Linked DNA regions of Sus scrofa: all the other regions are linked to region 2. Evidence: chromatin contacts called from public HiChIP or PLAC-seq data. All regions are on one chromosome and are shown on one strand. The core of a region is the stretch at or near the end of the contact, and the rest is flanking DNA. Distances in the headings are between cores, read along the strand shown.

Region 1 (4,357 bases), core at 1,557-4,056, 420 kb after region 2:
TTTTTTTTTTTTTTTTTTTGCCTCAAAAGGAAAGAAAACCCTTTCTTCTCAAATCTCGGTTATTGGGCTGGCTGCTTGTAGGGAAAATGAACTTTAAGTAACACTCTGAACTCCTTCCTCTCGTCTCCTGGCTTTTTTGCCTCCAAAAAACCCCCTTTTCCTGCCTAAATCTCGGCCACTGGGATAGTTGCTTGTAGGGAAAACGAGCTTTCTTTAGTAAAGAGAAATGCTCTGAACTTTCTCTGCCCTTCTACTCGAAAGAATCAACTGTAGGTCACCTTGGAAGACAAATCCAGCCTGTTTAAAGTTAGCCTTAGTTGCTCTTAATTCTTTCTGCTTCTCAAACACATGGGCAGCCACCCAAAGAGGCCTGTGGACCTTAAGGGTGCTTCAGGTCCCTCGGCACAAGGCAGCCCCACGCCCTTGGGCTCCCCTGTGCAGGAGGAAGCCACCTAAGTTAGGTTTAACTAGGGTGAAACAGGGTGGCAAATGCTTCTGCGGTACTTATTTCTGTGTCAGGCTATTCTAAGTGCTGGAATAGTGTCCCTAATCCTCTCCACAACCCTGTGATGCTCCCCAACTTCTAGAGGGGAAAACTGAGGGTAGCTCTCATTTAAAGTTGACTTTGTGCCACTCTTGGCACCGACTTCTCACCTGGGCTAATGCAGAGTCTGAGACCACTGTGCAGATGAGCGAGAAGCACTGAGCTCCTCTCTGTCTCCTTCAACCTGGCTCTTATGTCTGCCATTCCAGGGTGGTGGGAAATTCTGCAGCAGTTCTTTTACCTGCCCTCCCCTTGCCCTGGGGTAACCTCAGTTTTCTGCCCAGGCCTGAGGCAGGTCCCATGGTGAGCACCCCCACATTCTGTGTAGGGCGAGCACCTACAGTCTCGGGCTCCCACGCGCTTTCTGCATCTAAGCTATGTGAAGGGCATGGGTCTTTGCTGGGCAGGAGGCCCTTTGCCCAGGGTCCAGCCTCCTTGTGCTGCTCAGGGCTGTACCTTTTGGGTCTAACTTCTGGGACCTGGCAGCCCACCCACTGTAACCCCATCCCTATGCGGGACAATCCTTTTGAGAATCCCTAAAGGCAACCCCTTTTTATTGTCCCTAAAGGAGTACCTGGGTCAGACTGGAAAAACCATGTGAGGACAGGCCCAAATTAACATCACAATATGCAGTGTCCTTAGCCATGCCTTCTCAAACCCTCACAGAAGCCCCTCTAAGTTCAATCTTCTGGTCTCCATTTCCACAGATGAAGAAATTGAAGCTTAAAATTGTCAAATGACTTACCCCTGTTAAAGTCTTAAATGGTTAGTCTCACAGCTTCAGGGCAGAGCAGGGAGCTGAATCCAGGTCTGCCTTAATCGTGCCTCAATTCCTCCTGTTCTACCCTTTAAAAAAGATTGTCTAACACTGAGAACAAACCCCCAGGAGCAGGGTTCCCTTTCCCCGATTTCAGCCAGGGCTGCCTCCTAGGATTTGGACCGGGCCTGCCAAAGCCATTTCCTTTCCCATGTCCCATCCAGCTGCACCACTTCTCTCCTGCCTCTGAGAAAGAAGAGCATTAAAGGCTAAAATTCACTGACTGCACTAAAAAATAGGGTCAGCTGTTGCAGCAGAGTCCAGGGCACGAAGAATGCCCTGGAGGAGGGGTGGGCACAGGTGGGGAAACCCAGCCTTCTCCAAGGTTTCATGAGGCTAGCGGAAGGTGTGGGGGCCTCCCTGCTGCTTTCTGGGAAGTGATTCTTCCCACCTCAAGTCCCTTTTCTTTCTCTTTCCTTGCCCCTGAATAAAGTGAAGACGGACGCTTCATCAGCTAAATAAAGCATCCACGCGATGGGGTGGCGAAGCTGTGTGGGTAGCCGGGGCCTTCCCTAAAATGAATCTCGGTGGAACGTGGGACCACTGTCTAGAGCCAGGAAGGCTGTTGTCACCACTCAGGGGCCCGTGGGAGGATGTTGAGAAAGGTGGGGGAGGGGAAACAGGAAGACTTGGAAATGGCCAGAAACAGACCTTCAAATGAGGAGAGCTGGGCAGGAAGCTGAGAGTACCTCCAGTCACTGGGAAGGGACAGTCAGTAACCACGGGCACCTGGTGAGTTAGCCACATCGAAGCTCTCATCACACAGGTGTATCCTTTTGGTTTACAGAAATCCTAGATCTCTCTGTATCCTGTACTTCTGTGATATGTCATACAGGACACCTGTAATGTCAGGGCAGGGTGAGATTCCTTAAGGAGGTGCAAAAGAGAAAGTGGACAGAGTAGTTAACCAAGAGGGTACCTCAGTGTGGCTAGCCAAACAGATTAAGAAAAACACCAAGACAAAACAAAAAAAACAAGCCACTGATGTCTCATCATTTTCTGTAGAAATCTTAATATTGCTCGACGTTGATAAAATACCTACATCCCACCACCTACCTAGGGGAAGGGCAAGCTGTAGCTCACAGGCCAAAAAATCTGTTTTTGTGTGGCCTTCAAGCTAAGAGTGCATTTTTAGGTTTTAAAATGGCTGGAAAAACTAAAGAATGGTATTTTGTGACATGTGAAAACCATGAAATTCAGTCCCTAAATAAAACTTTATTGGAAACAGGCCTGTTCATTCACAGATGGGCTGCTTTCCTGATAACAACTGCGGAGCTGAGTAGCTGCAAAAGAGACCCTGCAGCCTGGGCCTGCAGCGTGGAAAAGTTACTATCTGGCCCTTTAAGAAAGTATGACCTCTGACTCAGATCTACAATTTCCCTTTTATTATAAGTACGTTATTACACAACCATCCAGCTGTGAAAAAAACTGCAAGCCAGAGACTAGCAAGAGATGAATGTGCAAAATTAGTGGAGGAGCATTTGGACTTGCTTCGAGGCAGCCTCAAAGGGGTGTAAAAAGGCCAAAGTTAAGGTGAATGGCCACTGCCCCCCCATCTGGGCTCTGTTGGTGTGACATTGTCCAACAGTAAGACTGTTACAATTGCTGGTGGGTTTTTTCCCTGCACACCCCCCACCCCCCGCATAAATGGGCCAGTCAGGTGTTGCAAACATGAGGCATCTCCATGGTGTGCGATTGTATTTGGAAGGTTATTTGATTCTATAGACTTTATGCTCCAAGGAGGCTGGGTCCACGCAGCAGCATAGTGTCTGGCACCTAGCCCAGCGTTGGGCCACCTCTGACCTCCATCCTTGTTTGCGCCATGAATGAATGGCTGGCTCTCTGAGACAGGAGATGAGTCACCACCACCCCCGCTTGCCAAGGCATCACCTCTGCCTGCCTGTGACAGGAACCTCTGGCCCACCTTGTCCCCTGAGCCCTCACCCCAGGAAGGAGGGAAGGTGCCAGTTAGCCCTTCATCCTGTGGTGGGGAGCGGGGGTGTGTGCAAGATGTGGGGTGTTCCCTGTGCCTGAGGCACCCCCAGACAGGTAAGGGTGCTGCCATCCTCACAAGTCTCTGACACCAGGAAGAAAGGGAAGCAGACCCTCCAGCATGGAGTACATTTCATGCAGGTGTTAGCTGTACCATTCTGGCTTTCTAGGTAGCTCCCGAAAACAGGCTTCCAAATAGATCCATAAAAGGCCATGTGATTGCAAACAGGTGTCTCCAACACATAATATGGTCTGTTTCTGAGTAGCATTTTCAAAGACTAGGAGAGCAGTCGGTTTGGGGTAGTGAAAAAGATCCGAAAAGCGGTGTAATTGGAGAATTTGTGAGAGGCTGGGAAGGCATCCAGGCTCCAGATGCCAGTTCCTCTGCTGTCTCTGAAACTGCTGTTCTGATTGCAAAGTTGCCTACTCCAGGCGCTGAGAACTAATTGGGCATTCCCTTGGAGGGGGGCTATATGGGCTGCACCTACTGTTTTTTCATTTTGGCAAATGGGAAAGGTTGGGGTGTGTTCTGCCCACTCGTCCAACAGTCACTAATAAGGGAAAGGCTGCACCCCCCTGGGCATCTGTGTACTCTCCACCCTGTGCGGATGAACTTATTTGTTCAGGGAATCATATGGTCCTGGTCACGGTCCTGTGCTGCCGGGGCTGCTGAACTGTAGGGACTTCTGATTGGCCCAGTGTAATGCCACTCTCCTTGCCAGTGACTGCTTTAAGAACAATCATGTAACTCAATTTGGGTTGATGAGACTTGAGGGGCACATCTTTTGAGATTCTAGGAAAGGTTTCCTCAAAAGACATAAGGGTTCTCTTCTAGGGTGTACATGTTTTGGAACTTGATACTGGGCAACATTGAAAGTACTAAATGGTACTGACTGGCATGCCTGAAGATGGTTTCTTCAGTCCAGAAAACAAAAATGGACACCAAGGAGGGGGACTTTGCCTTCCTGGCCTCTTCCAATGCCATGTGAGGATGCTAAACCCAG
Region 2 (3,910 bases), core at 1,384-3,883:
GAACCTTCGTCTTCATGGATGCTAGTCAGATTCGTTTCCACTGAGCCACAGTGGGAACTCCAGGAGGCATTTTTAAATGCTCGTTCCAGCTGTGCTTTGGGGACATGGGGTGGGGGGGGATAAGTGAGGTAGGGAGGAAGACAGGGCACCCCACCTGGGGTTGGGGAAGCAGGCGGGGCAGAGAAAGGGTCAGGAGTGATCTAGATGCAAAGTGGGACAGCATCCGGGATGATGCTCTGGTTTCTGGCCTTGCAACTGGGAGGAAGTGGCACCCATTTCTGGCCCAGAGGAAGAAGAGGTTTGGGAGGAAGGATGATGTGCTGAATTTGAGGCGCCCAGTAAGATGTCCGAATGGCAGCGGGATGCCGACCTGAGGGTCAGGAGAAGTGGGGTCGTAGCCCAGAGATGGCACATGAGATATGGGAGCACGGGAGGGAGGGCAGCAGAGAGCAGACCTCTGAGCCACACCACTGTGCCTGAGGAAGAGGATGTCGGGCCTGAGGTCCAGCGGATCCACCAGCGTCAGAAGGTGGGGAAAGCGGGGAGACTGTGGTGTCCGGCAGCCAAGGCGAGTGTGTTAGGAAGAGGAAGTGGTCAGCAGCGTCAGGTCCTGTCCACAGACCTTGTGGGATGTGGAGTTAAAAGTGTCCACTAGATTTAGCAACAAAGAGGTCAGAGGTGGCCGTGAAAGGCCAGCCTCTGGGGCATGGAGGGGCCGAAGTCAGACTGAGGGACGTGGGAGGGGAGGAAGTGGGAAACGCTTGTACAGACACCCCTGGTTAAGAGGATTGGCTGTGAAAGAAGGGCCAGGGCGGGGCAATGGCTGAAAGAGGCCAGCAGGTCAAGAAGGAGATGTTTTCAAGACAGGAGAGGCTGTGGGCCAGGGCCCAGGAGTGAGGTTGAGGACACAGTAGATGAGGAGCTAGTGGGTTGAACGGGGTCTGAGGAGGGACAGGTCCAGGCTGAGCAAGGGGACGTCTGTGGTGGAGACAGGGAGAAGAGGATGGGCGTGGATGCCCATGCATCTGCGGTTTGGGTGATGAGGACCAGGGCTGTGGGTACCACTATGCAGGGATTCTCAACAGGGGGTGCTGGACCTATGCCAGAGCCCCATGTGGGCCTCCATCGGAGCTGCCCTGTTCCTCGGTTCCTCAGTGCACCCCTCACTGTCCTCCCCCACCTCACCAGCTCCCCACAACCTGTCCACTGCTCCCATTCCTGAGAGGGGAGGGAATGTGAAAGGAGAGTCAATTCACGGCCCTTGGCCCTCTGCTTTGCTGGTAAGACCAGCAGACATGGGCAGCAAGGAAGCCCCCAAGGGGGCCGTTGCCCCAGATGAAGTGGTGGGAGCTGAGGTGGAGGCTGTGTGGGTGGAGCCAGGCCCAACCTTAGCCTCACTCCTGAGAGCCAGGGCCCAGGAAGCAGCAAGGATGCTGAAGGGATGGGGTGGGAGGGGATGTGCGCACACACGAGTGCGCCCATAACCTTGGGTGGGCTGGAGGAAAGCAGTTTTGCTGCAGGGGATTGAAGAAAGCACAAAAGTACAGAAAAAGGAATTTCTCCACAGGCCCATGAGGCCCAGGGTCTGAGATGGAGCTAGTTTCCTCTGCAGGGAGCCTTCAGCTAGTGAGTGAGTAATTAGGGGTAATAATAGCAAGATGGACTGGTTTTTAATCTGTGCTTGACATCTGCCACCAAAATGCCATGGAATGAGAGTGTGGTAGAACGGGCACCCTGTTGTCCTGGGCTGGCCTGTCATGGTGCCCAGGGAGTCACCCATGGGCATCCCCAGTGCCCAAGAAGGCAGGTGGCACACCCTCCCCCTGCCCACCTCCCATGCCTGTGGTCCAGAGCAAGGCCTCTCTCCTCCCACAAATGCTACCAAGACACAGGGCCCATGGGACAAAACAAATCCTCATGTGCAGGGGCAGGTCCTGACCCGGGTCAGCTGGCTGGAGTCTGGAATGAAGCTGCCCTTCTTGCTGTGGCTGTTTCTGTGTTCACTTCCCAAGGCCGGTTTCTTTGCCACCCAGGGGCCAGGTCCCCAAGCTCCATTGTCTTCTCTAGGAAAGAGTTGATGTGATTCGTGTTTATTTCAGTCTTTTTCCTTTCCCAGCATCTGCCAGGGGGAGGGGGCTGAGGTTAGGGGAGGGAGGAAGGGAGAGCCACATTTAGCTTTCTACTGTCAGGAAAGTTCTACTGTCCTGGAGAGTTTGGGGGAGCTTGGCTGAACTCCAGGAAGACAGAGGCGGGGCCATCGGAGAAGATTATGCGGGGTGTACACTGCTCAAAGTCACCCTGACAAGAATGGGGGTGTGGTACAGGGGCAAATGGACCTGAAACCCACCCTGGGTCCACTAGCCAAGCCTAAAGCCCCACCTGGGCTGTATCTGCAGACAGGGGGCGCCTTTTTTCAGTTTACACGAAGGCGCTGTATAGAGAAGCTTTCCTGCACCTGTCCCCAGCAAGGGTGACCTCCACCGACTGGGGTGTGCGACAAGAACCTTCTGGCCATCTGCATCTGCTGCTCTGGTGGCCCAGAAGAGAGTTGGGAATAGGGGGGTGGTATTTCACAAGCTCCCTGGAAAGGCAGGTCGGGGAGGTGGGATGTAGAGTCAGGGTGAGGCAGACATGGGCCTGGGAAGGATTCAGGAGGACAAGTTCATGACCACAATAGGAAGTGGTGAGCAGATGACAGCACTGGCTGAGGAGTCCCACGTTGGGCTCCCCACTCTCTGAGACCCCTGCCATTGTTCCCCTGGGAGGCTCTTGACAAGTCCCTTTCTGTCCCTGTGCCTCAGTTTCCCCATCTGAGGGAGGAAGGAGGTAGACCAGAGTGTGACTTGGATCTGGAGACATGAGAGACAGAGTTATAGCTGTCACACGGCCCCCCCCAGTGCCGCCCCTTTCCCCCCCCGCCCCTGCCGCTGGGTACAACTTGGGTCGGGTCATTGGACAAGTCCAAACTTCATTTTTCCTCCGCTCAGCAGATGGCCACTTGTCTTCAGCCTCTTGGCTGGCCACCCAGGGCTGGGCTTGGGTTCCCTTTGCCTTCCCACTCCCAGCCTACCCACCCCTCCTTCCTGGGCGGGGGGCGGGGGTGGGGGAGAATAAACCAGAATAGGGTCTGTCCCTCCTTTGGGGGGAAGGGGTTCCGTTTTCATCAGCCCCAGGGGAGCAAGAGGAACAGGAAAATTACAGTATCAGCATGGAAATTACAATCTGAGGCGTCTGATTCACCAGGGAGGGTGACTCGTTTCTCTTTTTTTATTTTTAGTCGCTATTATCTTGGCAAGGAGGCCTGTGCTCATTAACCTGTATTGCCAGAGCAGAGACTCTGTGAAACCGGCTGGTGGATAAACTTGCCCCCTCCCATCCCCTCCACTCCCATCATTTATTTATAGCCTTCCTTCCCTCTGGTGAATTAATTAGCTTGTACTCACAGCCTCGGACACTTGCTGTTGTGTTTACTTGGTGTCCCTTGGAGGCCAGCGCGTGGAGGGACCGGAATGGGTGGGAAGGTGGGGCTGCTGGCTTCAGCCCAACCCAGCCCAGCCTCTCTGACTCCAGCTCTGAGCCCTCCCCCAAACCATCCCTGTCTCCAGTGAGTGGAATTGAGGGGGTCTTTGATACCCACGCTTCATTCCTTAGAGGCTTGAGCAGTTTGGGGTTTTGTTTTATTTTATATTTATTTTTGTCTTATGTCTTTTTTTAGAGCCGCACCCGCAGCACATGGAGGTTCCCAGGCTAGGGGTCTAATCGGAGCTACAGCTGCCGGTCTACACCACAGCCACAGCAATGGGGGATCCGAGCTGCATCTGCAACCTACACCACAACTCACGGCAATGCCTGATCCTTAACCCACTGAGCAGGGCCAGGGATTGAACCCACAACCTCATGGTTCCTAGTT
Region 3 (3,943 bases), core at 986-3,485, 480 kb after region 2:
ATATTGCAGGTACTAGGGGAAAAAAAAGCTGTTAAAGGAATGAACCATTGCAATAAGCTATTTTACTTCATACAAATGAGAAAAGCACAGCTCTCAGAAAAGTTAAAGTGTATAGTCAAAGGTCTCAGGGTAGACAGTGCTAGGATTAGACTGTCTTGATCCACAGTCGTCTTTTTCCCTATAAACTTGAAGCAGGGGTCAGAGATAAGCTTGCGAGAAACCTGCAGAAATGGGGCCAAGATTCGATCTTTTGGAAGAAAGGGGCTGGAGAAGTAGGAAGGCCCTAGGAAGGAGGAAAAATTCATCTGAAGGGATAAGGAGACCCTGCTGCTGCTAGGAACATTGCTGCCTGAGATTATACAGAGCTAATTCAGACTATGGTGTCAGCTTCTTTCTGGACCTACTTTCCTCTTAACTAAAGGTGAGCAATGGAGCTTTTCCACCTTTAGGCAAAAGAGAGCTCTTCGAGGAGTACAGACAGGGGAGATAAAATGGAATCTCCATGCTTACCAGAATACAATTCAAAAAGAGCCAGGTGCTGGCCTCAGTGGCGGTGAGTACCCAGCGGCATCCACAGGGAGCCCAGTCAGCTGTTTGGCAGTGGGGCTGTGGTGGCTACACCCACTACAGGAAGAACTCTGGGCCTGTGACCACGAAGCCCCTCCCAGATCTGAGGGGCTCACCCTAACCACATGCCTTGAGTGAGCCCTGACACCCTCCCTTTCCAGCTCACTGAGAGATATTCAAGGCACGGACCTGCTCTCTTGAATCTGATGAGAGCTGGCTTTGTGAGTGTCATTTGGCCCAAATAGTCATAGAAAGTAGGGAATCCTTTAGGTTAACTGATTGGAACCCTTTGTTATCATTCCCCCCAAAAAACCATACCCACAAAGTTCTGTTGACAACTCAGTCTCTGTTTTCTTTCAAGTCGAGTGAGAACAGAAAATGGAAAGCCAGAGATTCAATTTTATGGGGGTTTTCTCCCCCCCCAACCCTTTGCAGTTATATTACTTACAACAAATTCTCCAGAAAGTTGGTGAACTATCTGATTCTTTCCCATGCACTCAACTTAGCTGAGGAAGAAGCAACTCGATTTTTTTTTTTTTTTTTTTTTTGCCCTCATATTCCATTGCCTTGTGGAATAACAGTTGCACTCTTCAATTAGAGTAAGAGGAACAGGTTGAGAGCAAACACAAGTAACGCTTGATAAGCACACACAGCTCGACGGATGGGAACAGATGTGCCCAGGGAAAACTGAAGAATACCCGCGAGCTTCAGGGGTTTGGTGTGTCCTGGGCACAATGCGTGCCGAGGGGCATGGAAAGCCTCAAGCAATCTGGCAGGGTGGTTAATGGGAGAATGTTTAAGAGGGTTCTGCTCTTTGATCACATATGCCACAGCCCTTTTTCACATGCAGCCCACTGTCCTGTGTAAGCCTCAGGAGCCTCAAAGAACATTTTCGTGGCGGCAACGTGAGGATCAGGGATGTTAAGAGACTTTTTCAAAGACAAAGCACAGCGCTTAGCTCTTTGCGTCTGTACCATTGGAGCCCAACACAGAGTGGACCCTTGGAAAAAAACAGAAAAAAAGAAAAACAAAAAACACTGTTTATGGGACAGACGCAAGAGAGCAGGGCCCAAACCCAGGGAGATGTGCTTTGAGAGCCCAGGTTCCTCCAGCTCCCTTCTAAAACGCATGTGAGAGGCATACTCTTTGCTGAGCTCAGTGTCCCTCTCAGCACTCGTGCAAAGATGGTCCTCTTTATTGCTTCTCACCTACAGAGGGTTTTGTGCTTCTGAATTCTTAGTCTTCTCCCCACTTTTCCCCTGGGGGGAGGGGGGGAACAACTAACTCATTCTGTCTCCTGTGGTGTTCCTGCTAGATTCTCCTGCGAAGTGCTCTTGGAAGAAATAAGGGTTACACCAAGCCCCTCAGCGGGAGGCTGGCTCAGCTGAGCACTCCAGCCCTTGGCATCCACCTCCTCCCTAACTTCCAACTCCAAGACTTTCCACACTCATGCAAAACATCCTGGCCTGTCTCCCCACCAGCTCAAGGGGAAACCCTAAACCTCAAAGTGAAAATAAGAGGCCCATTTGCCCCAGGAAATTAGACACAAACAAGCCTGGGGTGAACCGCTGGGCCAGAACAGTTTCTCTGGATTAGTCATGGGGTTACCCACTGGCGAACGTCCCCCCACCCCCACCCACCCCAGCAAGCCCTTGAGCCCCAGCTCATGTGGAAGGCCGGCCTGGCGGGTCACAAGCATGGCCAGAAGAACAGGGCTGGAGAGGGGATGTGGGGGCAGGGGAACATGGCCGAGGAAACCACAGTGACCTTCCACCTGGGTGGGGCTTCTCTTTTCTTCTTTTAACCTCCTGCTAAACTGTTCGAAACTGCTTGTCAGCACCTCCGCTTCCTTCCTGCCAGCGCCAGCCTCTCGGAGATCTTTACCCGCTTCATAAGGGGGTGATAGTGCCCCAACCCCATCTTCACTCTCTTGGCAGAGGCGACAATGTCCCCGCGGCTTATCTCTCAGCAAATATTTATTAAAGCCTGTTTTCCAGCAGGTACGCGTTAACAATGGAGCTAATGGTTAGGAAGGCAAAGACATCCAATAATTGCTGGATAATACACTCACCCTGCCAGTGGCAGGAGTTTCTATTTGCCTCATCGCTGTACAGTCAAGACCAGGAACAGTGCCTGGTATATGCCAGGCGTGCAACAAGTGTGTGTTAAATGAATGATCGACAGACACAGCGAATTGCAACGGTCATGCTGAGTGCAAGAATTAAGCATACTCTGTGGTCATGAGAATGTGTCATGGGTCACCTTTGGGGCCTGGGAAGGCTTCTTTGCAGAAATGATGGCCCAGCTGAGACTGAAGGAGTGCGCAGAAACAGGCTAGAAGGACGGCTCGGCCAGTGAGGGTCCAGATGAAGCCCTGAGGGGCTGACTGGAGGAGGTGGCTAGAGTGGAGGATGGGTGGGACAGGAGGGTTGGTGTCAAGGTGACTCTGGAAAGGACAGCAGAACAAGCCTGGCAGGATGAGGAGAGGACTCGCCAAAGCACATTCTGCAACAAATGATGTGGTCCAACCACACGGGCATCACAAATTGAGATGCCTCTAGAATAACACATTTGGGAGTATCTAGGTATACGGGACAATGGGGAGCTGGAGAAGTCCCCTCAGCAGTGGCTGAAGTTTAAGCTGATGTTTTTCCAACCTACTACAAGTTTACCTTCACATCATTACATAATGGGTTCCACTTAACAAATACCAACATTACTTGACCACGTGCCAGATGCCCTGCTAAGTGCTTTGCAAACATTCAATCATTTCATCCTCACAATGACCTCTTGACATTGGTGCTGTAATTGTCATGTTTAAAAGATGAGGCAATGGCAGTGGGGAGTTCAAGCTGAGACCATGGATGGAAGAAACAGAATCTTCTTCAATTCCTATGGGGGCACAGAGGGCTCCCCAAACCTCCATTGCCCTGTTGGAGAGTGGGAGAAGGCTGGCCCAGGAGCTGCAGTGGGGGGTGACTGAGGGAAGCCAGGTGGGTCAGTCAACTGTCAGGGGATGCACAGCGCCAGTGGCAGAAAGAGATGGTGCTCTGTGCCGTGGTGGCAATCCTGGCATCTCTTGGCATCCTCTTATGAATCCTTCTCTTTCTCCACCATTGGATCACCTGCTTTATGGCTCCCACATCTGCCTCTTTCTCGGTGGAGTCCTTCATTTTAGCAGAACACCCCCTCCCGTAGCATCATGGGTCCGGGAAAATGGAAGGCAGATTTGGGAGGAATTTGCATTTTTTAAAATGTCTTAGAACCTCTGCTGGAGTGTTATTTGGCTGAGTGTAAACTCTACATTGCAGATCACATTTCTTCAGAATTTTGAAAATGTTGCTTCTTTGCTTCTAGTTTTCAGTGCTGCAACTGG

Evidence for each region. HiChIP or PLAC-seq counts read pairs in DNA pulled down with a chosen protein or histone mark.
Region 1: a contact with region 2 is called in an H3K27ac HiChIP or PLAC-seq map of alveolar macrophages. The contact joins two enhancer-like sites. A contact is called at or near these places in 2 of 47 Hi-C or Micro-C datasets (epiblast stem cells and retroperitoneal adipose tissue) and 1 of 2 datasets of contacts at active chromatin or transcription factors (alveolar macrophages).
Region 3: an H3K27ac HiChIP or PLAC-seq map of alveolar macrophages shows a contact between it and region 2. The contact joins two enhancer-like sites. A contact is called at or near these places in 2 of 2 datasets of contacts at active chromatin or transcription factors (alveolar macrophages and skeletal muscle).

Annotation. Positions count from the first base shown.
Region 1 is chr1:167,596,265-167,600,621 of Sscrofa11.1, reverse strand. LOC110261987 (a long non-coding RNA gene) reads right to left here. Exons shown (of 2, transcript XR_002346464.1): 1 at 1,290-4,357. Among named protein-coding and RNA genes, the nearest start is that of TLE3, 260 kb to the left of the region's middle. Within about 2 kb of position 2,806, at least 15 of the 83 cell types and tissues checked have an H3K27ac peak or open chromatin away from gene starts, as enhancers often do. A contact at or near this core is called in alveolar macrophages and retroperitoneal adipose tissue, where this site is marked.
Region 2 is chr1:168,013,579-168,017,488 of Sscrofa11.1, reverse strand. No RefSeq gene overlaps it. Among named protein-coding and RNA genes, the nearest start is that of TLE3, 160 kb to the right of the region's middle. Within about 2 kb of position 2,633, at least 11 of the 83 cell types and tissues checked have an H3K27ac peak or open chromatin away from gene starts, as enhancers often do. A contact at or near this core is called in alveolar macrophages and retroperitoneal adipose tissue, where this site is marked.
Region 3 is chr1:167,532,028-167,535,970 of Sscrofa11.1, reverse strand. LOC100626276 (a long non-coding RNA gene) reads right to left here. Exons shown (of 3, transcript XR_131319.4): 2 at 511-3,943; 3 at 1-12. Among named protein-coding and RNA genes, the nearest start is that of RPLP1, 240 kb to the right of the region's middle. Within about 2 kb of position 2,235, at least 22 of the 83 cell types and tissues checked have an H3K27ac peak or open chromatin away from gene starts, as enhancers often do. A contact at or near this core is called in alveolar macrophages, where this site is marked.